2 separate regions of the Muntiacus reevesi genome follow, and region 2 is linked to region 1. A link is a contact called in public Hi-C data. All regions are on one chromosome and are shown on one strand. Each heading gives the region's core, a stretch centred on a gene start, on an enhancer-like site or on the middle of the called end of the contact. The rest is flanking DNA. Distances are from core to core; before and after follow the strand shown. Region 1 holds the start of MSMO1 (methylsterol monooxygenase 1). Region 2 holds the start of TMEM192 (transmembrane protein 192).

Evidence for each region. A called contact is a pair of places that touch in the nucleus more often than the background predicts.
Region 2: a contact with region 1 is called in a Hi-C map of blood, with 2.8 times the contacts expected there. The contact joins the promoter of TMEM192 here to the promoter of MSMO1 in region 1. A contact is called at or near these places in 2 of 3 Hi-C or Micro-C datasets (blood and muscle).

Annotation. Positions count from the first base shown.
Region 1 is chr13:69,387,422-69,394,194 of mMunRee1.1, forward strand. It overlaps MSMO1 (methylsterol monooxygenase 1), which reads right to left and starts at 2,684. Exons shown (of 6, transcript XM_065904675.1): 1 at 2,621-2,684.
Region 2 is chr13:69,677,811-69,684,583 of mMunRee1.1, forward strand. TMEM192 (transmembrane protein 192) reads left to right here and starts at 4,083. Exons shown (of 5, transcript XM_065904406.1): 1 at 4,083-4,212. The coding sequence starts at 4,204.

The DNA of each region.
Region 1 (6,773 bases), core at 1,434-3,933:
AAACTGTGAAAGTTAGTCTCCCCGTCGTGCCTGACTCTTTGTGACCCCATGGACTGCAGTCTGCCAGGCTCCTCTGTCCATGGAATTCTCTAAGCAAGAATACTGGAGTGGGCAGTCACTCCTTTCTCTAGGGGATCTCTCCAACCCAGGGATCAAACCTGGGTCTCCTCCATTGCAGGCAGATGCCAACAAATCTAATAATGTTGAATCAACACCACTTACTAGCTGTGTGACCTTGAGCAAGTTAAGTAACTTCTCTAAGCCTCAGTTTTATTACCTGCAAAATGTAAAGAATAACAATAACTAGATGAAAGGAATCTTTTCATGATGTACATGTATATCAAATTACCACAACGTACTTTTTGCTAACAGAACCTCAATAAAGTTGAAAAAATAAGGAATAACAATACAGTTCTTCTGAAGAGTCCAAGAAATAATACATGTTAACTACTTATGTTGAGGTGACACATAAGCTAAAAGAAGCTAACAATTATTAAGTGCTTTATATACACCAATAACTTCTAAGAGTGTCACATGCTCTCTCTATATTATAGACTACTCCTTACCACAGCTTCAAGGTAGACACTTTTATTATTTCCACTTTACAGATAAAAACTGAGGTTTAGAAAGATTAAGTAACTTCCCCAAATTACAAAAACACTAAGTGGGGGAGCCTGTGCTCTCACATCCATTATATCATATTGTGATCCTAAATTATAAAGCACACAATAAACAGTATAGTAAGAGGGGAATAATTCTCAAAGTTCACCCAAGCCTCCTGAAAGAGTATTCCATATAGGCTGTCTTCATTTTCAGATTTCACATCCATTCTCTAGCAATTACAATCAGTTTTGTATTCTAACCAATGCACTGAATTTACTCCTACTAAATAAAATCACTAAGTTTCCCAGCTGCCAGATCCAACAAAAATATTTTGGAGTTATTTTATCTGGCCCTTCTGGAAAATTTGATACTTCTCACCTTGATATACCTGCCTTTCTCGCTTCTTGGGATTCATATGTATTCACTCTGATTTAACATGTGGTACCATTTGTAGCCACTGCGCTTCCTGCTGCTCTCACCCCTGACTTCAAATCATAAAATCTAGGGAGGAATACAAAGAAAGAACAAGACTGTCACAACATCTGTGATAAGAACAATAAAGGGTTGGAAATATAAAACAGAGAGGCCCAGGAAACAGATCTTAGAGAAAGAGGCATGTAAACTCAAACCTGGAGTGTGGAGTGAAGGCAGTTAAATCTAGTTTAACTAGATCAAAAGAGAGTAAAGTAGGCGGGATGGGGTCGATGGGTGGTTTTGAGCAGAAGAAACATGAGTTGTAGAGACTCAACCAGGAGATAAGAAAGGATACAGCACTTTCCCGTTGAGTATGTCTGTGGTACAGCTTTTGAGAAAGAAAGGCTCAAGAATTGAGGCTGAACAGTTTCCCAGAGATGCTTGACTTACTCCAATTATTCTAGATTGTCAGGAGTGATCATATCTGTTCCCTGTTGTGAGAATATGCTGAAATCCTCTCTCTCTCTCTCTCTCTCTCTCTAAAACCCCAAGTTCTGATTATCCAAAAGTATACTGGCCATCTCCAATTTAGGCAGTTTGGAGGCAGAGCAAAGTCAACATGCCCTCAAATTCGGCCACTACTCCTGGCAACTCTGCCCACACACTCCCTCCCTACCTACTTTAACTTGGTGAACTGATGCCACTACCTACTTAGTCATCTAGGACAGAATATTCCAGATCTCTATCTCTGCTGCCTGGATTAAGTCTTCAAACACGTACCCGATTTAGAGACAACTGGTTTAATTAACATTCAGGAGTTTACTCTCTAGATTTAAGGGAGGGAAATGGATACACTACTGACAACTGAACAAAAGCAAAAAATAGGTATTAAGGAAGAGAGGAGAGGGGAAACAACGAGTGAATTTTCTTTCTTTTTGTCCTCCTTGCACAACTGGATTGACTTGAGGTCTGTCACAGACTCAGAAAAAAAGAAATGTAGTCGTCTGGGGATCCCCCATAGAAACTTTGAAGTTCCCCTGTCTCTGAGACCTGCCAGCAGTGCCTGGCCTTTGCCCTGCCCGGACGCCGAGCACCTCCAAGTGTGCCCTTCTTAAACCCTCCCTCTAAAACACGAGGCCATCATTCGTGTAAACAGCAGACAGGGTTCAGCCCTTCTGCAGACCCTTACAGTTTCAGGGAGCGCCTCCCCACAGATGAAACACCTGGGCCTCTGCTCTCCTTTAACTCTCAGTTTTTCGCCCCCACCCTCCGTACTGATACACGAAGGCCTCTGACTGTCCTCCGCTTCGGGCCTCTCTGGCCACGAAACAGCTTCTCTTGCCGGTACAGCCCTCTGCCCAATTGCTATTCACCCTTTAGAACCCTCCGGGACGCCCTTCCCACCCGCGCGCCCCGCCGCGCCTACAAGCAGGTCTTGCTTCTTCCTTTTGTAGACCTCTAGTCACGGTCACTCTCTGCTGAGCACTGCCTGGTTCCGACATTAAGAGATTGCAATCGTTTCCACCCATACCTGCCGCCAGGCCGTCCGTCCCGGCGTCTGTACGTGGGAGCCGACCGAGGCCCGTCCACCCCGTTCCCTCACCTTATGCACCACCCAGTCTGCCGCCACCGCCTCCAGAGCTGCGATAGGCGCTTCCACCTGGGAGTCGACGGGCTCCTCCGCTGTTATTGGCTTGCGTGGGCCCCGCCCCGCCTTCTGAGAGCCGTGATTGGCCTACGCAGCTGCCGGCATCGTGTGACTCGTGCGAACATGGCACTGGAAGCGCGGCCATTGGCTGCTCAGATGGAGTGAGGATCGTGAGAGCTAGGCGTTCGGCCAGTAGCTGGTCCGCCTGCCCGGCTAGGCGGACGCGAGGCCTTGAGACGTCGCCTAGCAACTTCAGCCCCGCCCAGCACCCTCAGCCCCTTCCAAGAGCATGCGCACTCAGGGAGTTTGCAGGCGCGCCGGCCCTGAAATCTTTACTAGGCGCTGTATTCACTGGAGCCCCTTTAACACTGTTGCGCCTAAAGTTTAGACCTCTTTCTCATCCCAACCCTAGCGTCCTCTGATAACCCCTATATGTACGTGGGAAGTGGGTAACTCCAAATGCAGCGCGATTCCTGTTTGAGCACGGCAAGCCAAGAGTCGGAGGTTTAGAAGAGACGACGCGCAGCAGTTGGTTTTGCTGCCATGGTCGGCCGCCTCCCGCCCCTCCGGGAATGCAGAGGTGTGCACGGATAGGGGTCATCCACGAAATTAAGGTTTCGCTTAAGAGAGCCTTTTTAAAATTTGCACAAGGGCACTACTCGCTCTCGTTGAAGGCATTTTCTTTGCAGGACTTTGTGCAAATGGGACGCTATCGCTTCTTATAGCTGTGACTTTTTTCTCATAGACTGACTTTTGTCCCTGAAATAACAGGCCCGCTGCCATCTGCTTTAGGAAATCCCTCAACCCATTCATCTAACTGTCCCATGTATTTGACACCCACGTTCTTTGTAAAGTATCATGACAGAAGTCATATCAAATGAATAGAAATGGGATCTGTCCCTTGCGTGCTCAGAGCTCTGTCTTCAGGAGGCCTGTGGTATCCTGGGGTAGATGTGTGTTGCACAGCCTAGGTCTCTTCAGGACTGAAGTAGGCCTTCAGTGACCGAGAATGGGTAAAGCCATTTTCCCATGAGGCATTTTTCTTTCCAGTGGGAGTATAAAGGCCCAGACCCGCAACCCTATTTAGGATTCCTTTGATTGGCCAGTTTAGCTACAGACCACGCCCCCCGCTCTCCCATTGACTGAGGTGGTGGGTGTGACTGCAATGCAGTCTACTTTTCCCTCTGCCTAAATACGCTGCCCTCTGTTAAGGCAGGATGAAGAGCATATGCCATGGGGTCGGACCTACCAAGCTTTGCCACTCATTAGCAGTGTGCTCTTAGATAATTTACTTCTCAAAATTTTATCCAGTACTTATTAAAGTGGGTATTATAATAGTTTCTTATGACAATAAATGTGAGTATATATGTAAGCCCATTGCACACAATGCTCAGTAATACTAAGTCGGTTATTATTTCTGACTTAGAGTCCTACTTACTACATTAAAGATATATTATTCTTAATATTAGAGAAGATGCAAGTATGTGAAATGGTCAAATGATTATTTTAAATTTTGGGGATTTAGAACTGAAACGAAACATATAACTCCAAAAAACAAAACAGAAATATGCTCAATTCCTTCCAGTGAAGAAATGGGAAACTACTTCAAACAGGAGGTTAGCTCAAACAGGGGCTCTGTATCAACCTAGAGGGGTGGGATGGGGAGGGAGATGGGAGGGAGGTTCAAAAGGGAGGGGATATATGTATACCTATGGCTGATTCATGTTAAGGTTTGAAAGAAAATAACAAAATTCTGCAAAGCAATTATCCTTAAATTAAAAAATAAAAAAAAAGAAATGGGCAGTTTAGAGAACTTCAACAATAGTGGTAATTTATTGAGACACATCCCTTTGGTGACAAAAGTTCATATAGTCAAAGCTTTGGTTTTCCCAGCAGTCATGTACAGATGTCAGAGTTGGACCATAAAGAAGGTTGAGTGACAAAGAATTGATGCTTTTGAATTGTGGTGCTGGAGAAGACTCTTGAGAGTCCCCTGGACTGTAAGGAGATCAAATCAGTCCATCCTAAAGAAAAGCAACTCTGAATATTCATTGGGAGGGCTAATGCTGAAGCTGAAGCTCAACTTTGGCCACTTGATCTGAAGAACTGTCTCATTGGAAAAGACTCTGATGCTGGGAAAGATTGAAAGCAGGAGAAGGGGACGACAGAGGATGAGATGGTTGGATGGCATCACTGACTTAATGGTCATGAGTTTGAGCTAATTCCAGGAGACTTTGGAGGCGTGCTGATAGAGAAAAGCCTGGCATGTCCATGGGGTCTCAAAGAGTCAGATACAATTTAACCACTGAACAACAACATTGAGGGTCTTTGGTATTTCAAGCACAGTACTATACATCATTTCTTTCAAACTCCACAATAACCTTGTAAGTGATACGCTTTTGCTGTTTTTTGTTATTATTCAGTTGTGTCCAATTCTTTGGATCAGGGAGAAAGCAAGGGAATTCCAGAAAAACATCTGCTTCACTGTCTACACTATAACTTTTTGACTGTGTGGATCTCAACAAACTATGGAAAATTCTTAAAAGAGATAGGAGTACCAGTCCACCTTACCTGTCTCTTAGGAAACCTGTATGTGGATTAAGAGGCAATAGTTAGAACTGGACATGAAACAAACTGGTTCAAAACTGGGAAAGGAGTACAACATGGCTGTATATATTGTCACCCTGCTTATTTAACTTATATGCAGAGTACATCATGCGAAATGCCAGGCTGGATGAATCACAATCTGGAATCAAGACTGCTGGAAGAAATATCAACAACCTCACATATGCAGATGATACCACTCTAATGGTAGAAAGTGAAGAGGAACTACAGAGCCTCTTGAGGGTGAAAGAAGAGAGTGAAGATGGTCTGAAACTCAACATTGAAAAAAACAAGATACAGATACTTATGTTGCCATTTTAGAGAAGACAAATAAGGGTCAGAGGTTAAGAAATGTATTTAAAGTTACAATTAGCAACTGACAGAAAAATTAATTGCTCAGTTGTTGGGACTCTTTTGTGACCCCACAGACTATAGCCCGCCAGCCTCCTCTGTCCATGGAAATTTTCCAGGTAAGAATACTGGAGTGGGTTGCCATTCCCTTCTCTAGGGGATCTTCCCAACCCAGGGATTGAACACACGTCTCCTGGATTGCAGGCAGTTTCTTTACCATTTGAGCCACCAGGAAAGCCAGAAACTGAGAGAAGGGGATGCAAACTCAGAGCCATCTGATTCCTATGCCCATGAACCCTGCAACACTTAAACTGCTTTTTTTCCCCTTTAGAATTGTGAAGCCAGAATTAGAATGCCGGAAACTTGATTCAAAGTGTGATTCCACTTTCCCACCTAGCCTTCTCTCCGAAATCAGACACAGTCAGCCATATAAGCCATTAGGAGGGAATCTGCTCAACAAACTGAAACAAGAGGTAGGCTAATCCATTATATCACTATGTAATACTATGCTAACTCATCAACAGCTGAGATTATAAATACATGGGTCCCTCATGCTATCTACAGGGATGGTATTAAAAACCAGGAATCATATATCAGAGTTCATGGGAAGGGAAGTGAAAGTATACTCATCATTTACCTAAACCCAAATCATCACTGCTCTTAGTTATGAAGGTGAGGAGTCAAGTGGAGCAAGAAGCAGAGCTGCTTTAAAATGTCTTTTCATGGAACTAGCCTTGAACTCTGCTCAGACCTGGTGGTTCCCCTGGCAGGATTTCTAAGACTTCTGACCTCTTTTCTGGACAATAATCGAACAAGCCAGGAACACTTTTATAAGCTCAAAGAGAACAAAACAAGATGTTTCAAACTGGAGAGATAAAGATGGGCATGGAGGGGAGGGGAATAAATTCAAATTCTTTGAAATCAAGAATTATGAATCTAGTACTGAAACTTGGCAAACTGTTTTATCATACAGCTGTATAACTTATTAAATCTCTAAAGAGAGGAAAGATAAAGAGGGATCTGACATGCTAACTATTTTAAGAAAAGCTTTAAAAAATTTTAGATAAATCGTTAACTGATAATTCACGGAATATTCGTGTTTGGAAGTGATCAGGAGAGATAATGACTCTTTTTTTGGTGCCACTGTCTGAAG
Region 2 (6,773 bases), core at 2,833-5,332, 290 kb after region 1:
CCAGTCCTTACATGAAAGCTTAAAGGAACTGGATGATTCAATCCCATTGAAGAGGGGAACTCCTCAAAAGGAGGTAGAGGCTACTTTAGTGTACAAGCCTTAACTCAAGCACCCATCTTGAGGTTGCCAGACCCAGAAAAAGCATTCCAACTATGTATCCATGAAATGGAAGGAATAGGCTTGGGAGTGTTAAGTCAAAGGTTGGGACCTGAGCCCCAGCCAGTAGCTTACTTATCCAAGAGGTTCGACCCAAACACCTGAGGCTGGCCTCCCTGCCTTTGAAACCTTGCAGCTACTGCAGTCCTGATAGAAGATGCTTTAAAACTCTCTCTTGGGAGAAAACTAACTATTTTTACCAGCCACCAAGTGAAACAACTCCTGAATGGGAGAGGCCATTTATGGATGTCCGATCAAAGGATCCTCAGGTATCAAGTAGTGCTGGTGAAAATCCAGGCTTGACTATATCCCCTTGTGAGGTTCTTAACCCAGCTACCCTCCTGCCTACCCCCAAGGGCTCTCTCCCCTTTCACTCCAGCCTAGAAGCTTTGGACCATGGCCAAAACCCTGAAAAGGATTGCCCAAAGATCCTCTGACCAATGCCGAGGAAATTTGATACATTGATAGAAGCAACTTTGTCTTGGATGGAAAAAGAAGAGCCAGATATGCAGTAGTCTCCAATTTCGAGACCATAGAGGCTAACTGTTGCCATCAGGTACATCAGCCCAATTGGCTGAGCTCACAGCTCTGACTCGAGCTTTAAAGCTGGGAAAAGGAAAAAGAGTAGCCATCTACAGTGACTCCAAGTATGCCTTTCTGGTGCTACATGCACATGCTGGAAAGGAAGAGGCCACTTGACCACCAGAGGGTCCTCAATCAAGTATGGTGCTGTAATCAATCAATGGTGCTGTCTTCAATCAAGTGTCCTGCCGTAAAGGACACCAAAAATGGAGCATGAAAGAGGCACAAGGGAACCAAGTAGCTGATCAGGCAGCTAAGAGAGTAGCATTACAGAACCATGACATAATAGGGCTTGCCACCCTAGTTCCACAGATTAATCTGCCAGAAACTCCTTTATATACTGAAGGTGAGACTCATAAAGCTAAGAGTAAGGGCTTTCAAGAAGATCATATGGGATGGTTCCAAAAGGAGGTACTTGGGCTATCTTGAATGAGATGTGTTGTTTCTGGCTAAATCCCTCCAGCCAAGTTGAAGAAAGTCTCACAGTCCTCAAGAAAAATATTCAGATCCTACAGGATCTCAAAGAATGAGCTGGAGAGTCCTCAGGGTGGCTATAATCTCTCCTTGGGGATCTTTCTCCCAGTGAGGGGGGATTTGGAGTTGACTAATGTCCCTACTAACCCCTATTGGCACCATATTGACACTACTTATAATTGTTCCATGTAGTATCAATTATTTAACTCATTTTGTCTCTGCCCAGGTCAACAAGCTACAAAATGCAGTGCTAGTTCAACAAGGATATATAAAACTATACCAACCGCAGAAAACATCTATCACTCACCCTTAGACGTATACCACTATAAGGACTCTGAGGCTTGAGACTAGCAAGAGGGGAAGCCCAATGCCCCTTGCTGACCCAGCTTAGCAGGAAGTAGCCAGAGAGACCTCGGTGCCCCTAATCCAAAAGAATTGGGCCTCCCATCTCTTGAGGGGATTATTTTAGGTAGTTAGAATAGGAAAAAGGAGTCTAAAGTGGTGGTGGCAAAAAGACAAACAAAGGGAAAAGCCCACACAAAGGGAACAAAGGAAAAATACACAGACCAGAGTGAGAAACTCAGGCGAAACAAACGCACCCCCTTCCTGGCTAGCCCTGATTTGCATAGCACAGGCTCAGAGGGTGAGGAGACAAAACATTTAAAAAGAGGGAGCTAAGATATGCTGGGGTCTCTCCTTTGGGTTCAGCCTGCCCTCATGCCTCCAGGGTGTACTATCCTTTGTGGAATAAAACTCTGAGCTGTAATGGAGCTGTAACACTGGCCCACCATTCAAATCTTTGCTGTGGTGAGACAGAACTGAGGAAATTACACACTCTCCCAACAATTGGATCCTAGATGGTTGGGTGAAGGGAAGCAACAAAACATACATTTGCAGGACAATTTGGAAATTTTTGCCATGGATTTGCAAATATGGAATTACTATTGGTTTTCTTAAGCATAATCATATTATTGTAGTTAAGAAGGAAAGTGAACGTTGCTCAGTTGTGTCCAACTCTTTGTGACCCCATGATCTGGAGTCTGCCAGGCCGCTCTCTCCATGGAATTCTCCAGGCAAGAATAGTGTAGTGGGTTGCCATTCCCTTCTCCTGGAGATCTTCCCAACCACGGATGGAATCCAGGTCTCTTGCAGGTGTATTCTTTGCCATCTGAGCCATCAGGGACGCCTGCAGTTAACATGAAAACATCCTTCCTTTTAGGCAATGAACTATCTAGAAATAGCTTCACTTTGAACTCAATCTACCTTCAAATAGTTCAATTTAAAAACATGTGACACACACACAAGCATGAGCCCTCACACAGAGCAACTAACTGTTGAGATAATGTTAACCACTGTTGAATCAATGTGAGGGGTATACAGATGTTCTCTGTACTAGTTTTTCAAAGTTTCCTAGGTTTGAAAACTTTTAAAATAAAATGTTGAGGGGAAATGCACATCTAGACAAAGCTCTTGAGATATAATTCATAGAGTCTCAGAAAATTTTAAAGATTTAAAGTTGCGTTGAGATTTGAAAGATCAAAAGTTCATCTTTTATTTTGTTGTTGCTCAGTTGCTAAGTTCAACTGTCTGTGACCTCATGGACAGCAGAAAGCCAGGCTACCCTGTCCTTCACTACATCCCTGAATTTGTTCAAACTCATAGCTATCAAGTCGGTGATGCCGTCCAACCATCTCATCCTCTGTTGCCCCCTTCTCCTGCTCTCAATCTTTTCCAGCATCAGAGTCTTTTCTAATGAGTCGGCTCTTCACACCAGGTGACCAAACTGTTGGAGCTTCAGCTTACGCATCAGTCTTTCCAGTGAATAGTCAGGTTGATTTCCTTTAGGATTGACTGGCTTGATCTGCTTGCTCTTCCATCTTTGCTGATACTTAAATAATTTTATTTCAACAATGATATAAACAAGATTACACCATACACAATGTACAAATAAGCATTAAAAAAGTATGAAAGTGTATTACTACAATATTAGAATAGAATGGGGGCTAATACTGACAAAAGTTTTAACTTTCTTTACATTTTAACCAGGCTTCCCTGGTGGCTCAGAAGTTAAAGCGTCTCCCCAATGTGGGAGACGCGGGTTGGATTCCTGGGTTGGGAAGATCCCCTGGAGAAGGAAATGGCAGCCCACTCCAGTATTCTTGCCTGGAGAATTCCTCGGTCGGGGGAGACTCGTAGGCTGCAGTCCACGGGGTCGCAAAGAGTCGGACACGACTGAGCGACTTCATTTTCACATTTTAACAAAAGATAGTGTATTCTCAGAAAAATGCTATAAAATTTCTTGTTCAATTTCACTTGAAATAAAAAGTCCAAAAACCCCTCTTATTGCCTCCTTTCCCACTGGTGAAATCTTTAAGTGTGTCCTCGAAACCAGTTTTTATTCTGTTTGTCTTCCTCTGCTGGTGGAGTTTTGTGCTATCAATGAAAACCTGGGATTCTACCGCTGGTCCTATGCACAGACCTACGCTGCAAACAGTAACTAAGGAAGGCCGATAAAAGTTAATGCTTTACAAAGAAGCAGCTGACGGCCAAAAATAGTTCAATTCTTGGACTTAGAACGCATCCATTAGCGCCCAAATCTCTGGCCAACCTAGGACACCAGCTCAGGTTTCGCAGTCCGTAGGCACCGCAGCGTTCCCGGAGGCAGCGGCCTCCCAGGGATGGACTTTAGGCAGGATCACGCCCCTTTCTCCTTGGCCATTCGGGATTGAGGTATCGGGTCAGCCCCCCTCGGAATCTACCAATAGTTCGCGAGAGGCGGGACTAGTTCCTTTGCCCCTCTGCCAATCGAGGGTGAGGGGCGGGTCTGGGACGGCCGCCGGAAACCGGGCCCTGGAGCGAGGAGGAGGGGCCCGCCTCTACGCTTCAGCCAATTGAAAGCAAAGGGCGGGCCCCAGCGCGTGTTCCGGAAGGCGGTGTGGGCGCAGGTGCGGAGACTGGGCGGCCCGGCTGCGGCCTCCGGCGGCCGGCAGTATGGAGGACGTGAGTGCTCAGTTGCAGGTGGCGAGCGACCGGCCCGCCTCCCCCTCTTCTGATGCTGGGCGCCCTGGGCAGAGACGGGGTTAGGAGCAGCCTTGGCGGAGGGGATCCTTCTGCGCGCGGCTGCCGGGCTGCGGTGTGCGGGAGGAGCACATGGGCGCCGGCGGGGTCCGCGCCTTGCTGGCCCTGGGCTTATTTTCTCGGCAGAGGAGGCAGGAGAGGCGCCCAGCCCTTGCGGTCGCGTGTCGGGTTCCGGAACTGGGGAGGCCCGCGGTGCGCGCTTGGCTTCGGGCGCGGGGAGGCTCGGGCGCAGGAGCGAGTCCACCTCCTCTTGGCCCCGGCCTTGGCGCTGGGGGCAGATCTGTCGCTATCATCACCCGGAAACACACATTGGAGGGAAACAATGTGATGTTTTGAATGGAGGACTGGTAGGAGTGAAGGGATTTTTAAATCTCCTTACTTAAGATGGATCCAAACCAGATTATTATTAACACTGCACTAGTTACCGTGTACAGAGTGCGGCGTAACTGTAAAAGTCTTTGCTTAATGGTATTAAAACATTTTTAGGAAAATCATGTATTTGTGCCCAGAATTAACTAGATTACCCATTGACACAAAATTCTTGCTCTTGAGAAAATATCAAAGTTGATAGTTATTTAAAGCACTGATTTGAGTTAATAAATTAATAGGAATATTACTGTGCTCCTGCCGCTGAATGAGATGCATCAAGCAAGACACTTGAAATACAGTTCCAGCCCTACAATACCTTAGATTCTTGTGCAAATAGTGACCATAGTTCAATTATCTTGACTAAATAAAGACCAGACAATTTCTAATGATAGGACTAAAAGCCATGTTTTTTCCACTATGAGAAAGTGGAAAGCTAACTGTAACACTTGCAAGTAGATTTGAGACTCATATTTTTTTAGAAATGGATTGTTTTTGAATTTTTAAAGGTTGAGATTCATGAATTGAAAATGTGTGGAGAAAATGAGTATCTAAATGGAAAATTAGACTCATAAAAATGTGTGCAGTAGATACTTCTTGCTTGGTGCTAAGCTGCCTCCCGGTTCTTGGATCTGTAACTTTTAGCTTTAGGACTAGTACAATCCTAGAAATCTGTTTCACCAACAATTGAAGAGTAATGTTTCACCAATGGCTACATAGCTAGGTCACTTTAGGTATGAACAATTGCCTACCTTTGGTATTTGTAGATATGATTTCTCCCACCCAAGAGAAAGCTAAAAACTATGTGCCATGTCCTAGGCCCAGACACCTAAATGAATTAAAAGAGGCAAAGACTTTTAGTTTGGGTTCTTTGTTTGCAAACCAATTTTGGCTACTTTAAGGAAGAAAGGGATTTATTTGAAAGGATATAGGGTAGATGAACACTTAATCCTCTGAAATGATTCAAACAAGGGCTGCTTAAGGGATGCAGTGGCAGGAGTCCTGCATGGACTCTGGCAGAGGTAGGGGCACTGGGTGGGCTTCAGTAGACTGAGTTGAGGAGGTGGAGCTGAATCTGGGGATACTGAAGCAGCTTGGGTTCACCGGACAGAGAACCCAGAAAGCAGAGTGCTGTACAGAGGGAGAGCTTCAAAGAATGCAGAGTCCCTATTCAGCTAAGTCCTCTTCTGTATGCCTCTGAGGTAATGCCCTGACAACTGAGGAAAAAAAAAAAACATGACCCAGAAGGACTAGAAGGAGCAGTACTGTCACACAGGGCCAGGATTAGTGCTTGTTCTTCCAGCTAGACTGGAAACCTCATAATCACAAGGTATTGAGTATTCAGAAAGGTCTTGCTTCACTTGTAGGAAATATTTAGCACTAGACCAAACATGGTATGGTCCCACCTAAGAAGCACCTTAAAAGAGTAAAGAGATCAAATTGTTTCCAGTGATTTAACTGAATCCAGAAAAAAGCTCAAGAATATTTACAGGAGTACAAAAGTATCCAGCACCCAAAGAGTTAAATTTTTTTGCAGTGTCTGGCATCCAATCCAAAATTGCCAGGCATTGCTGATTATGTGATATAATGGAGATGTTAAGTAATGCTATCATAGTAATCATTTTGCAGTATGTAAGTGTATCAAATCAACTCATGATACACAAACTTACACAATGTGACATGTTAATTATATCTCAATAAAGTGGAAAAAATGACCAACCATGCAAAGAGGCAGGGAAATATGATATAATAAATAAATTAAAACTCATTAAAAAATGACATGAAATAGCAAACAAGGACATTTAGAAAAACTACCATAACTTTTCTATATGTTCCAAAGGTTAAAAAGACATGAGAGATATAAAATAGACCCACTCAAACTTGTAGAAATAAGAGCTACAGTGTCAAAATGAAAAAAAGGCAGAGGGAACAGCACTGGGGCATTAGGGGAGGCAGCATATTTACAAGACAGCCGTTTGACAGGTGGGGAGGGATGGAGAGGCACAGAGATCGGAAAAGTGGCCCCTGGAGGTGTTCATGGACTTTAGCTAAGGGAAAACCCAGGGAGGTGGGACAGCTGCTGAGAAAGCTAGAAGAATAAAAGTCATGAAGAAAGC